Linked DNA regions of Mus musculus: regions 2 and 3 are each linked to region 1. A link is a contact called in public promoter capture Hi-C data. All regions are on one chromosome and are shown on one strand. The core of a region is the stretch at or near the end of the contact, and the rest is flanking DNA. Distances in the headings are between cores, read along the strand shown.

Evidence for each region. Promoter capture Hi-C pulls out the DNA fragments that hold promoters and counts their contacts.
Region 2: a promoter capture Hi-C map of erythroid cells shows a contact between it and region 1, with 10 times the contacts expected there. The contact joins the promoter of Mpp1 here to the promoter of Naa10 in region 1. A contact is called at or near these places in 2 of 39 promoter capture datasets (erythroid cells and pre-B cells) and 2 of 9 other capture datasets (adipose tissue and liver).
Region 3: a promoter capture Hi-C map of erythroid cells shows a contact between it and region 1, with 31 times the contacts expected there. The contact joins the promoter of Nsdhl here to the promoter of Naa10 in region 1. A contact is called at or near these places in 1 of 39 promoter capture datasets (erythroid cells), 1 of 115 datasets of contacts at active chromatin or transcription factors (astrocytes) and 1 of 9 other capture datasets (liver).

The regions. Positions count from the first base shown.
Region 1 is chrX:73,919,911-73,924,469 of GRCm38.p6, reverse strand. It overlaps Naa10 (N(alpha)-acetyltransferase 10, NatA catalytic subunit), which reads left to right and starts at 2,526. Exons shown (of 8, transcript NM_019870.3): 1 at 2,526-2,714; 2 at 3,100-3,198; 3 at 3,429-3,487; 4 at 4,462-4,507. The coding sequence starts at 2,694. Renbp (renin binding protein) reads left to right here. Exons shown (of 11, transcript NM_023132.3): 10 at 2,032-2,119; 11 at 2,207-2,349. The coding sequence ends at 2,331.
Region 2 is chrX:75,128,693-75,133,251 of GRCm38.p6, reverse strand. Mpp1 (membrane protein, palmitoylated) reads left to right here and starts at 2,236. Exons shown (of 12, transcript NM_008621.3): 1 at 2,236-2,527. The coding sequence starts at 2,426.
Region 3 is chrX:72,915,803-72,920,361 of GRCm38.p6, reverse strand. It overlaps Nsdhl (NAD(P) dependent steroid dehydrogenase-like), which reads right to left and starts at 1,841. Exons shown (of 8, transcript NM_010941.3): 1 at 1,669-1,841. It overlaps Cetn2 (centrin 2), which reads left to right and starts at 2,018. Exons shown (of 5, transcript NM_019405.6): 1 at 2,018-2,048; 2 at 3,516-3,674; 3 at 3,969-4,097. The coding sequence starts at 2,046.

The DNA.
Region 1 (4,559 bases), core at 1,277-3,776:
CTCCTCTCCCTTGATCCCTGAGGCCTGGGATGACATGTGTATGTCACTACACTTGGCTAGTTTGTACTAACTGTAACTGAAATCTAGCATGGTTTTATTGTGATTAGAGGCAAAAAAATCCAAGCCATGTTTCTATTACATTGTATCTAAACAAGCAACTGGAGCTGTCTCAGATAGTCACCCCTACTTCCAAATGACATCACCCATTAGGTTGAATCACTGCCTGAATACTGAATACATTCATTAAGGGTATGGATTAGAAGCCACCAATCTTAACCATAAAAGGAAATAAGAATGCACTTGAACAAGATGGAGATGACATTAAACAATTCTAAGAGCCCACTGTGCATCCCTGTAATATTAGCACTTGAAAGGTCTCAAATGAGAACAAGAAAAATGAATTGCAAAAGTTATAATCAAGCCAGGTGGTAGTGGCGCACACCTTTAATTCCCAGCACTTGGGAGACAGAGGCAGGTGGATTTCTGAGTTCGAGGTCAGCCTGGTCTACAAAGTGAGTTCTAGGACAGCCAAGGCTACACAGAGAAACCCTGTCTCGAAAAAAAAAAAACCAATAAAATAAAATAAAGACAATGAGGCAGTTATGGTGCATGACTTTAGTGTCAGCAATGGGGAGATCTCAAGAGAGAACTTTTTACCAGGGCAGCCTGAGCCACACAGCAGATTCCAGGACAGCCAGGGATACACAGTGAGACTTCTCAAAAATAAACACACAAGAAGGGACAAGGCCACTCAAAAGTTATAAAGAATAGATACAGAACTGGTTATACCTCACTTGGAGAATGTACCACCAACCACTCTTTGAGACAAAATCTGGACTGCTCTTGAACTTAATTCTCCTGCCTCAGCCTCCTGAGTGCTGAGATTATAGACATGAACCATCACACAGCTTAAAATGTACAACTCATGTCACAATTTAAAGGGAACATTTTGGTAGTAAACTTTAATGCAATTTGGTTTGTTCTATAAGCCTTCTAAGAAGGGGTTCTACTTAATTATTTTATCAGTAGGAGCAAAATTGGAAGCAATGGATAAGGATCTGGGCTATATTTTGTGGAGGTGAAAAGCCTCAGTGAAAGAATAATGGGGTGTACAATGAATGGGTCTGTCCAGCCACCTGAGCTGCTGCTCCCCATATCTGAAGCATCAGACACACTGGACAGGTTCAAAAGAAGTGAGAGATGTGTTCAGAACCTATGGTCAAGACAGGCAGAAGACCAGGTTGGCATGAACCTTATAGAAATGTGTCAAGACTTTGCCTCCTGAGGACTGGGACTAAGGGCATGCCCCATTACATAGGGCTAAAGGAAAGACTGTGAGTCATAATAAAAACCTTGGTACGCAAGGACAGGAGCTATGTGTCTCTGCTTGTAATCCAAAGATCTTTTAGACTAAAGGCCTGTGAAGTAGATGACATGAACTCCAGGGAAGTCACTAGTTGTAAAGTTTGCTGAAACGTCAATCTAGGATTCTTTTTATTATTTTTATTTATTTTTAATTTTTTTGGTTTTTCGAGACAGGGTTTCTCTGTATAGCCCTTGACTGTCCTGTAGACCAGGCTGGTCTCGAACTCAGAAATCCGCCTGCCTCTGCCTCCGGAGTGCTGGGATTAAAGGCGTGCGCCACCACCGCCCGGTTTAGGATTCTCAAAAAAAAAAAAAAAAAAAAAAAAAATTCAGATAAGGTAAAATGTATCCATTTTTAAAATTTTCAATTTTAAGTGTTATCTAACAAACCACAACTGAATATAGAACACCTGTTCTCTCAGTGTAGCAGCACACAGCCTGCAACCCCTCCCCCCATCAGGTTACATGCTAAGGCAAACTGCCTACTACCCACAGCTTTCATCTTTTTCCAGGATACGGTCCACTAAAAGTACTGATTTGTGAAACTGCGCTTTTTACTCTAACCATTGGTACCGGTGCAAAAGGGACAGCGAGGGCCCCTTCCTCAACCGGTGACATTCGAGTGGGTCCTACCAGACACGAACTGTCATTGTCTCTTTATTCTAGTTTCGTGATCCTGAGTATGGGGAATGGTTTGGCTACCTGAACCAAGAGGGAAAGGTGGCCCTCACCATCAAGGGAGGTCCTTTTAAAGGTGAGCGAGGAACGGGGCGAGACTGTAGGGGTTTGTGGCACCCGGCTCGCCGGATCCTCCCTACCCCGGGGTTCATTCTCCCCACAGGCTGCTTCCATGTGCCGCGGTGCCTGGCCATGTGCGAGCAGATTCTAGGAGCCCTACTCCAACGCCTTGAGCCCGCCCCCCTCGACTCCTCGCCCGCTGTCTCTACCCATGAAGGCTCGAAATAAAGATGACCCTGTTCCACATGCTTGTGTGCGCGCCTCTGTGGGCTCCGAGGGAGGGTACAACTATTGCCCACACTTCCCGCCTTGAAAGGTCTTCGCTGTGGCTTCAAACGCACCACCTTGGGCGCTGATCCATCACGCCCAATTATCTCTAAGTGCCACGCTCATTGGTTGTGCAGTTCGGAGGCGGGTCCTATAGCTGGGTACTTCCGCTGCAGGCAGGTCGGAGCGGTCCGCCTTTTCCGCCGCCGTCCCAGGATCCTGGCCCCAGTCCAAGCTCCTATCGTCCTTTCCCTGCTTCTAAGTGGCCGCCGAGTGCACGCGTTCACGACCCACAAGGACCCGCGAGCTCCGCCGCCGCCGCGATGAACATCCGCAATGCTAGGGTGAGGTGACGGGGAGCCAGCCTGTCCGCACCGAGTGGGCGCCTTACGGGGTGACCGTGTGAGCATGTTATCGAGGGACCTGGTGCTTTGGTCCTGTAGGTCTGCCGACGCCGGACCTTAAGGCTGCTGCAGCCTGCTTTAAACATCTCGCGTTTATCCCGCGTTTCCTAATTCAGATCTCATTGAGTGGGCTCCACAACCTTTGGACACTATTACTCAGTCCTGGAACTGGCACGTTTTGCATGCCGCATGGAAACAGGGCTTGTGCAAAGTCGTATAGTAGCAACTGTGCCCTGCCCCGGGGAAAGGGGAGACCCAGAGATCGACGTGTGTGGCCCTCTTAGTCATTGCAGCCCTGGACTAACCGTATCCCACTCTCATGCAGCCCGAAGACCTGATGAACATGCAGCACTGCAACCTTCTCTGCCTGCCGGAGAACTACCAGATGAAGTACTATTTCTATCATGGCCTCTCTTGGCCCCAGGTGGGCAGCTTTTGCGTTTTGTAGGGGTGTAGGGTGCAACAGGAGGGAAACATGGATCCGAGTGAGCAAACGCAGTGGGCAAGGGTATAAGAACCTGAGGCTCTGGTTGATGGAGAAGCCTGGCAAATGAAAGGGTGTGTATAGAAACTAGGCTCCACAGAGTGGAGGCTGGCAGTGAGCTCTGTCCTGTTGCCTGCACTACATGACGTCCTTTTCCTTTCTGTCACCAGCTTTCTTACATTGCTGAGGATGAGAATGGGAAGATTGTGGGCTACGTCTTGGCTAAAATGTGAGTCACCAAGGAGAAAGAAAAGACACTAATGTTAAGAAGGACAAAAGCTTTGGAGAAGGGAATGGGAAGCGGTGAATTAGTTTGAGAGGCATTCTCTGTTGTCCAGATTGGTGCTCACTCAGGCTAACCTCAAACTTATAGTAGTCTTCATGCTGAGCCTTCTTAATGCTGAGATTTAACTATGGCCAGCTTGCTATGAATGTTGTTTTAATTAACAGATTTGTAGGGAAGCTCGAAGCTGACAGAAAAATTGAGCAGAGGGTACAGAGTTTTCCCATACACTCCTCCTCCACGTTTGTTCTCTAACTACCATGTATGGTACACTTGTTAGAAGTGAGAAACCTGCCGGCTGTGGTGGCGCACGCCTTTAATCTCGGCACTCGGGAGGCAGAGGCAGGTGGATTTCTGAGTTTGAGGTCAGCCTGGTCTACAGAGTGAGTTCCAGGACAGCCAGGGCTACACAGAGACACCCTGTCTGGAAAAACCAAAAAAAAAAAAAAAAAAAAGTGAGAAACCAATACAGATTTCATTAAGCAGATTCCTGTTTTCATTGTTGTGTTTCTGTATGTGTTGCACACTCTCTGAATTGGACAATTAAAGAGTTTACCTTTAAAAAGTAGCCATCCCTCCCTCAACCTCGTACAACAGGGTCATCTTTTCATAATGATGTAGAGTTGAAATAGTAGCTTATAGCTCTTTCAAACTGGCTCCCCTCACGTAATGCTCTGCAATCAGCATTACTCTTTTTGTGGGCATCTATTGCAGGGTGATCTGTTGACACTGCAAATATCTGATAGGTGTAGCGTGGGGCTTTGAGGGGGTCATGATTGGCTATTCTGATTCAGAAGTTCCTAGTTCTCTTCTTTTTGGATCTGGGATGCTGTAGCCACAAAGAGTCTGAGCACCTGTGTGCACAGGTATCCCAGATAGATGGCACCCATGCCAGGCTCCTTTCTAGCTTTCTCTTCTAGGGAAGAGGACCCAGACGATGTGCCCCATGGACATATCACCTCACTGGTGAGTATAACTACTGAGGGTTTGGTAGAGGTAGACTGGAGATAATTGAAGG
Region 2 (4,559 bases), core at 987-3,486, 1.2 Mb before region 1:
AACTCAGAAATCCGCCTGCCTCTGCCTCCCAAGTGCTGGGATTAAAGGAGTGTGCCACCACGCCAAGCTTATTGGTTTTTGTGTGTGTGTGTGTGTGTGTGTGTCTACATGTGTATGTGAAGGATACTTAGAAAGTTGTATACACTCACGTATGTATAGATTCACAAACCCCATGCATATATAGAAATGGGAGGATGACCTTATGTGTTTTTCTCTATCACTCTTCACCCTATTTTCCTTAATATAGGGTCTCTCACTGACTCTGGAGCTATGCTGGCAGCCAACAGATTCTCTTATTTCTCTTCATAGCTCTGGGGTTACGAGCATGTTTGGCCATGACCAGCTTTTTAAGTGGTTGCTGGGAATTTAAATTCAGGTCTTCATGCTTGAACAGTAAGTTATCCTAACCAGTGAGTCAGCTTCCCATTCTCTCATAGTTTGGGGATTGTTTGTTTCTGAGAAAGTGTTTGGTATAGCTCAAGTTGGATTCAAATTCACCTTGTAGCAGAAGCTGAGTTTAAACTCAAGATTCTCCAGTATCTACCACCCAAGCACTGAGATTACAGGTATGTGCCACTATGTCTAGTTCTCTTTTGTTTTAAAAAAGTTCTTTTTCTTCCCAACAACTGGAGCAGGTGCTATCCCAAAAGCTGTTGCCTGTAGGTGGGGTATACTCTTCTAGCTGGGCTGCCTTATCTGGCCTCAGTGGAAGAGGATGCACCTAGCCTCACAGAGACTTAATGTATCAGGGTGGGGGAATACTCAGGAACCCCCACCTACTCAGAGGAGAAGGGGGGATGGGAGAAAGAATGGTAGGAGGAGGTGACTGGGAGGAGACAGTGAGCAGGATACAAAGTGAATAAATACAATAATATATATGATAAAAAGAATAAAAAGACTTGATTATGTGTCATGTTATAAAAATATATAATTACATTTTCCTTAAAAATATATACTCTCCAACATCCATATATTTAAGTGGAATAAAATATTCTGATTTTTTAAAGTTCTTTTTCTTATTTACTTATTATTAGTTTTGTTTTGAGACAAGGTCTTATGTATTCTAGGTTGCCCTCAAACTTACTGAGTGACTGAGAATGACTTTGAACTTCTGATCCTATTAACTCCACCTCCAAAATGCTAAGATTATAGGCACGCACTATCATGAATAGTGTGTGCATTACTGAGAGTTGAACCCAGGGATTTTGCATGCTAGCTAAGCAGTCCGCCAACTGAGGTTCATCTTCATTGTGTATCACATAAACCAAGGTTCCAATTTCATCCTTTCCAGTTCCACTGTCAGTTAATGAAAGGCCTTATTTACTCACCTAGCTGTTTTTATTATTGAGTACCTTTGTATATGGGCACAGAGGTGTTACATAGTTGATTATTCTGTAACATTGCTCAGTGTATTCTCTTCCTCTGTACCAAGATCTCCTCCTTTGCCCTTCTCTCCTCCCCTTTTCTCTTCTCTTCTCTTTTCTTCTCCTCTCTCTCCACCTAAAAGTAATTCTTCTAGGGACGGGGGAGAGTGTAAGCTATCAATCATACAAGCTCTGAATTTTAGGACAGGATTCCCAAGGAGCCTTTAAACCCAGTAAACATTCATTTTGTTTAGAAAGTCTTTCATTAGTCTCCAGACCATTTGGAAGTTTAGGGCGTTTACTCCAATTCTTGAAGATTATTTGTTCCATTTGCTTCTGTTGATTCCTAGAAATTGTGTGGCATTAACAACAGGAGATCTGGCCTAAGGTAAATAAAACCAGTTTGCTCTTGAGGGCAGTCCCATCTTTCCTCGCTGAATAGCATATACCAATGTAAATGATGGTACCAGCAGCACACTTTTACAAGTCTAAACCTGGAAAGGTGCATTGGCCTTGGGACCAATTTAAGAGCCCCTACATTCTTCAGGGTAGCTGGTTGATTCCTGATGTCAGGAGCAATCTGGATGTAAAGTTCACTCAGCTAGTTGCAACTCGTGGTTGGTAAAAGAGCTGCAGTTGCAGTAGTTGGACATTTTGGGATCCGCTTCGGTAGTTCACAGGTCGTGCGAGTAAGAGAGAGAATGGAAGCTCCTGTCTCGGAATTTTATCTTTTCAGGGATGCTGGCTGCGCATCTCGACAGGGCCCGCAGAGGCGTGGTTAGAGCGGAGCTTTCAAGCAACGCTAAACTGCGCCTTCTCCAATCGCTAAGCACAAGGAAGGCCAAGGCGTGGGTGGGCTTAGGGGCGGGCCAGGGTGGAGAGTAGGCGGAGCGTGGGTACTGCTCTGCTTGGCCCTCCTGGCTCTCAGCGCAGCTCTTGATCCCTGCCTCCTCCGCCGCCTTAGTCTAGCTCGTCTCTGAACAGGCCGCAGTTCCCCGATTTGCGATTCCTGGGCTCAAAGCTCTGCGGCTACTGCGTCTGGTTGTCTCTGCTCCTGAGAGATGACGCTCAAGTCGAGCGAAGGCGAGGGAGGGAACAGCATGCGCACCGCACTTTCGGACCTCTACCTGGAGCACTTACTACAGAAGCGTAACCGACCTGAGGTTAGCGGGACCCCTGGGGTCCTCTGGGTTCGGGTTGGGTCTAGGATCCAGGCCTTTCCATCTGCTGCTGGATTTTTCCTATCCATGGCCTTGTTCCCAAGCGCTCTGTCCCCGGATGGCCAGATCTTGGGTGTCTTGCCCCCAGGGTGGAGGCCTTAGCACTGGGCCCGATTCCTGCTGAGATCTGGGTGTGGTGGATAGTTGCCTGGAGCAGCCCTCCTAGGTGAAAATCCCGAGAGGCAGGCCAGGACTAAATGAATACTTAAGGTCAAAGAAAACTTGCTCATGGATGGAAGTCTACTAACAGACTTGAAGAAGGAAAATAAGACTTTAAGGAACACATCCAATAGTAGATCTGCCTGGCTGTTATTGAGCGTTTGTGTTGTTTCACAGACATGGTTGTGAAAACCAACTTCGTGCTCTAAAAAGCTCACACATTTCCCTCTGCATTTCATTTCAGGGGGTCTCCTTGTGCTATGCTGTAAACTAAGGTAGCATTCATATTCCAGTGTTAGACAGTAAATAGTTATTAATCTAATATGTCAGGCCTCCAGAGGTGGTTGTGATTAGATTCTATGTAACATGTCTCCCCCTCCCCATTCACCTACGGACCCTGCTCCCTCTGCTCCCCAGTCCCTTCTCCTGGGAGATTTATGATGCTGCTTGTGATACAGCGAAGATGGCTTTGTGATAGGAAGGTACAGCTATTAAACAACATACATTACTTACACAAAATGTTCAAAGATGATACTAGATGAAACTGAGGAAATAAATCCAAAAACCTTTACAGGAATGGTAGCTATTATGTGTTTTGATCACTTTTTTTTTTTTGATAAAGGGAAAAAAAGAAAAAGTGAAGAATTAATACGAGAAAAAAATCCATATTATGACAGTTGTATTCTGGTTCCTCAATTCTGGAGCTCTGTTTCCTTTTCCCTATCTCTGGTGTCATTTCCCCTCCCCAAGCTAGTTTTGGAAGTATGGTTATTTAATCTTGCCTTTCTATGCTCCACACCCAAAGTCCTCTTTTAGTAACACTGACAGAGCAACTCACTGCTTAGGGGAAGAAACTGTGCACCAATTAAATGTCAGCAAATTTTATCTCTCTTGCTGGCAAGTAGGAGGACATTTTGCTTTTTTTGTTTATCTGTTTGTTTCTTGCTTTGAGACGCTGTCTCACACTAGCTCAGGTTACCTTGTAGCTTACTCAGTTGCCCCAACTGGCCTTGAATTCCTTGCAATTCTCCTGCCTCAGCCTCCTGAGTTTATAGGCACTATATGGGCTAACATGTCAGACTTCAGGACATTTTTAGTGTCACAACTAGATGGATTTATTTTTTACAGCAAGAAATTATCAGACCTCCCTCCAAAGTGTCATGACTGCTGAAGGAAACATCTATTCCTGATGTTCTAGTTCAGTGTCTTATTTAAGGTGAGCAAATAAAGTGCAAAGAACAAAACTTAATGTGATAAAAATTCTAATCTACTTAAGCCACTGTGGCCACAATAAAACCAAATTCCTATCTGTAAGGTATCTAGGTCTTTCTGGTTTTGAAAAATAAAATCATAGATATCCTAGAAGTGAAGGACAGAATATGAAGAAGACTAACAGACTATACTAGGTACTGAGAAAACTGGGGCAAAGACTAAATAATTTGAAAATAGTACTTTTTGTTTTTTTAGTTTAAATTCTCTGAAAACACAGACCTTGAATGGAAATATCCTCTTCAAATGATACAGCCAAACCTAAGAAGGAGTCTTTTTCTCTGGTAGAATGATAATCAGGAGCAGACTCACTGACCATGCTCCCTACTGATTCAACCAAGACTTGTTTTCTGCTATTGTACATGGCATTGAACCTTGGTGTCTCTGCACAGGCTGTCCTGTTTGCCCTTTAACTCCTAGATTCTACAAAGTGCAGGCTTCAGCAATGCTGGCCACTCCACAGTGCTTCACCCCCTACACCTCCTTCAGAGGAAACATCTGCAGCACAGTTCAAAGGGCAGAGACAGTTTCTCAAAGGAAGTTGAAA
Region 3 (4,559 bases), core at 592-3,091, 1.0 Mb after region 1:
CATAAGAACAAAGCAAAATTATACTCAGACAGGTCAAAGAACTTGGCTAGGGTCACAGAATTAGCGCATAACCCAGGAAGAAATTTATTTGTCCTTTCTAGCCTGCTGGGCTGCCACCCCAAAGGGGACTGATGAAACCAGAGATGTTCACTGTAAGAGTATAAGCATATGTTGGCAGAGGGGTGAATTATGAAAAACTAAGGGATACTTATGGACTACCTGATAGACTAAGGTTCACTGAACACTGAACATGTAGTCTTTCCTTTTCCAGGTACTGGTGAACACAAATATGATTCCTGTCCTCCTGTGCCTACCTTCTAGTGGAGACAACAAAGAAAAAAGGTTAACTTTACAGTGGCTTAGGAGGTGACAAGTGCTACTATAAAAATATGGAGCAATATGAGGGGCCCAGGTACAAAGTAAAGAGAGTGATTACCTTTACAGAGAAGGTGACAATAGCTGAAGACCAATACTAGGCTTGCTGGTGCATACCTTTAATCTAAGCACTCAGGAGGCAGTGGCAGATGGATCCCTGTGAAGTTTGAGGGCATCCTGGTTTACATAGTGAGTGCCAGGTCAGCCAGAATTACAGAGTGAGACCCTATCTCAAAACAAAAAAATTATATCTACCTGTGAAATTTTCTCAAAGAATTAATCAAAATACTAAAAAATTTTAAAAAGTTCATGGGACTGGGTAAGGTCAGTGAAGGAATGTATCAGCCGCAAAAATAGTGCCCTGGGTGAGAGTGAGCCAGAGGGGGAACAGTGTGGGTGTGATGGGAGAAGGAGGAATTTCATGGCAGGCTTTGCAGATTATGGTGAGAACTCCAGCTCATACTGCTGAGGAAGGGCTGAGGAGGAACAGAGAAAACAGAGGACAATTCAAGGACGGAACTGTGAGAACTCAGAGGCTGGATATGGGGGATTGTTGCTGCAGTGAACAAAGGAGCCAAACAAGACACAAAAGTTTTGAAGCCGGTTCCTGGCTTAAAGGAAAGAGGGCAAAGGGCCTATATTACATTTATGGGGAGCTGTTAAGTCTCAGGCCTTTCTCAGTTTGAGAGACTGATACTGTGCCCTTAAAGTCCCTAAACTGATTTTCTTTGCTTTGAGGGACGTAGAACATAGAATCTGTGTTCGACCCTGGGCCTTCATTACTCCTGGCACAGCTCCAGGTAGCCCCAACCCGTTGTGCACTTTGCCCTTTAATTCTCTTTACATTCCATACTTCCAAAACTCCTGTGGCTTTGCTTTCAAGGGAGTCTCATTCAGGAATGCTCCTTCCCATGTGACTTGAGTGTCTGTACGTCTAACAGGACACATTTTGATGAGTTTTGAAGATCTAAAAGTCCCCAGCCCATTCCCCTGAGAGCTAAAGTGACTCTTGTAGAGCTAATGTAAAGACAAAGCCTCATGTGGATTGGGTTTCTAAGCCCCAGCCCTGTGAACCACTGACACAATACTCAGCATGCCCACTCCAGTTTCGAGGTCTCAGCTTCTCCTGGCACAGTCACCCCTCCAAACCATTTGGTCATATCTTGCTGGCCCCTCAGATGTTCTGTGTCCCCCAACTCGGTTTTAAAATGGGTCCCACCCATTCCCTCCTACTTCCTCCAGGCTCTGTCACCCACACGCAGCAGCCTCTAAGGGCAAGCCCGCAACTCTTACCCGGTTTAGACACTCAAATGATCGACCTCAGCTTGCAGACAACCGGCAACCAGAGAAGTCTGGCTGAACACCCGCCACCCTTTTCTACTGATAGATATGAGCCCACAATCAGCAGAGCTTCCTTCATAATGTTGATTGGTCTAGCTTGGCTCTGGCGCAACCAATTGACGCTCACAGCATGATTTTGCCCAATGAGGCTAGTCTTTGGCTGCCGACGCACCGCCCTCTTGCTCTTGGGCGAGTTTTGCCAGGTTAGCCCCACCTCTTCGTTCCCAAACCAATGGGAAGCGGGCTGTGCGCGCGTGGAGCAGTGGGAACGCCGCTGAGGCTGCGAGTACGCCGTTGCCTTAACAACCGGTGGCAGAGTCCGTTGGGTGATGGTAAGTGCTAGGGATTCGGTGGACCCCACGCGGCGTCCCCGGTCCTTTCCTAGGCCTCGGTGCAGCCTTGCTACCTTTCTTGCACGGTTCTTGGCGTTGACGCACTAGTTCTTCCTTGGAGCTGTGTGCCGGAAGGGTAGAAGAGAAAGTACAGCCGCCAGCAGCTTGCCTTGCCTGCTCTTTCCCACTACCCCCTCCTCGCCCAAGTCACCTTCAGCCACCCCCGCACAAACTGCCTCTGGACCTCCGCTGGCTTTCAGGAAACAGCAGGGTGACCATTCTATTGCTTCCCTTAGACTTCCGCCTCAGTCAAACTCAGGCCTCCTGGCCGCGGCCACCCAGTTAAAGTTTATGCATTGGTGCTAAGAGGTTTACTGTGTTCTGATGGTCGCAAACGCTTTCAGGAGAGGCTGTGAGAAAGCACGCAGGTGCAAATGGTTTGATTTTTATCACTTTGTACCGGCATAATTTTTATCTTAGTAAGTTTACATTTAGCCAAATTTAGGCATAAGTAATTGGAGGAGCAGAGTTCTTGGGAACTGGCACCACAAGTAGATGTTTTAAGTACATTTCTAAAACCGAGAGTACGGAAATCATATACAGTTGATCATCCATAACTGTAATTGGTTTCTCAAAGAGCTTTTGATGATGCTTTTTTAGATTTAAAAATGACTGAAATTGAATCTCCTAAAGTGACACATGGATTAATGGTACAATTGCATGAACTTTCTGTAGTATAAACTTTAAGACAGTGGAGGTCAGAGTTATGTCTTCTCATGAAGGCTATGTTAACACTAGAAATTCATATTCATATATTCACTTGCTCTATGTTGATCTATACAAGAACAAGGAGGAAAATGGTAATATACTATTTTAAAACAAAAACTCTCTTCTATTTGGTGGCTCCCCAATGAAATATAGTTGAATTTAGTCATATGAGACATCACATTAAGACAAATTTACAGTTATATTAGAAAATAACCTCATTATTGCCAATTTCTTTTTTTATAACTTAGTAAAAACTGACATATATAAATTGAAATAGTTTTAAGTTGAGAGAAAGTTTTTTCTTCACAGAGGTTTGTGCTATTTGTCATTTAGAGTTGGGGTTAATTTTATTTTAGTTTTTACACTTATTATTCCTTGGTGGAGAAGCACATTTTAGCCTGAGTGTGGCGGTCAGAGAATAATTTGGAAGAGTTAGTTCTCTCCTTTTACCATGTAAGCATCGTTTCCCTTTTCATCTTTGACAACGACAACTGAAGCCTGGGTCCTGGTTCCCACTTAGGTTATCAAGCTTGGCAGCAAGAATTCTCACTGGCCCATGGAAGTTTACGTAATGACATAAGTACATTACAAACGATGGCACACCTCATTGAAAAAGATATGTATGTTTAGAGCTGTCATAAATAAAACAAGGACTATGGCTTGTAATAATGTGCTTCTGTGTTTATATATTGTGTGAAGGCCTCTAATTTTAAGAAGACAACCATGGCATCCAGTGCCCAGAGAAAAAGGATGAGTCCTAAGCCTGAACTTACTGAAGACCAGAAACAGGAAATCCGGGAAGCTTTTGATCTCTTTGATGCTGATGGAACTGGAACTATAGACATCAAAGAACTGAAGGTAAGCTGCACACATCCTTTTCTTTGTTACCTTGTGTTTCCTTATTGCTTGTCTTTTAGCTGTTACCGTTCTTCTCCTTTCTGCCTGCAAAAAGTAACAGACAAGGGTACCCTGTGTATATTTTACCTGAAACAATGGTCTAATTGATAAAGTTGATTGCAAATATCAATTAAATCAGCCTTAAGTGTTCCCTGATCATTTCCATCATTTTATCAGGTGTTTGGTTAATATCTTCAATAGTCATTTTTGTTTTTACGTTATGTATCTATTTAGATGATTCTGTTTTCATTGTAGGTGGCAATGAGGGCCCTGGGCTTTGAGCCCAAGAAAGAAGAAATTAAGAAAATGATAAGTGAAATTGATAAAGAAGGAACAGGAAAAATGAACTTCAGTGACTTTTTGACAGTGATGACTCAGAAAATGGTAAGTTAGTTAAGATAATTAGCATGCTTTCTACCCATAATGGTAGAAACATGAGAATCTAGACATACAAAGAGCTTTATCCAACAAAATCTATCCCTTCCACATGGGAGAAGATAGTATTTTTAATTGAGAGGATCTCTACGTTTCATTTGGCTTTCTTTAAGGTATTAGCATTATCTTGTTTCATGTGGCCACATGATAATCACAAGCAGTAAAAACTTTTAACACCGAGATTTTCAATGCTAGTCATTTTTGGTTTTAATTTATTATTATTAAAAATTAAATTATCATACAATAAATCAGGTGTCAATCTGACATTTTCAGACAAATGGTTCACACTTAAGATTGGTTCCTAGATTATTCTTCCACCTGAACCTCCTGGCAAGAACCTTCCTGAAATAGCTGAGGTTTGAACGCTTTCAGAAATTCTGCTCTTCTGCATTACAAGGACTCAGGGCCCTG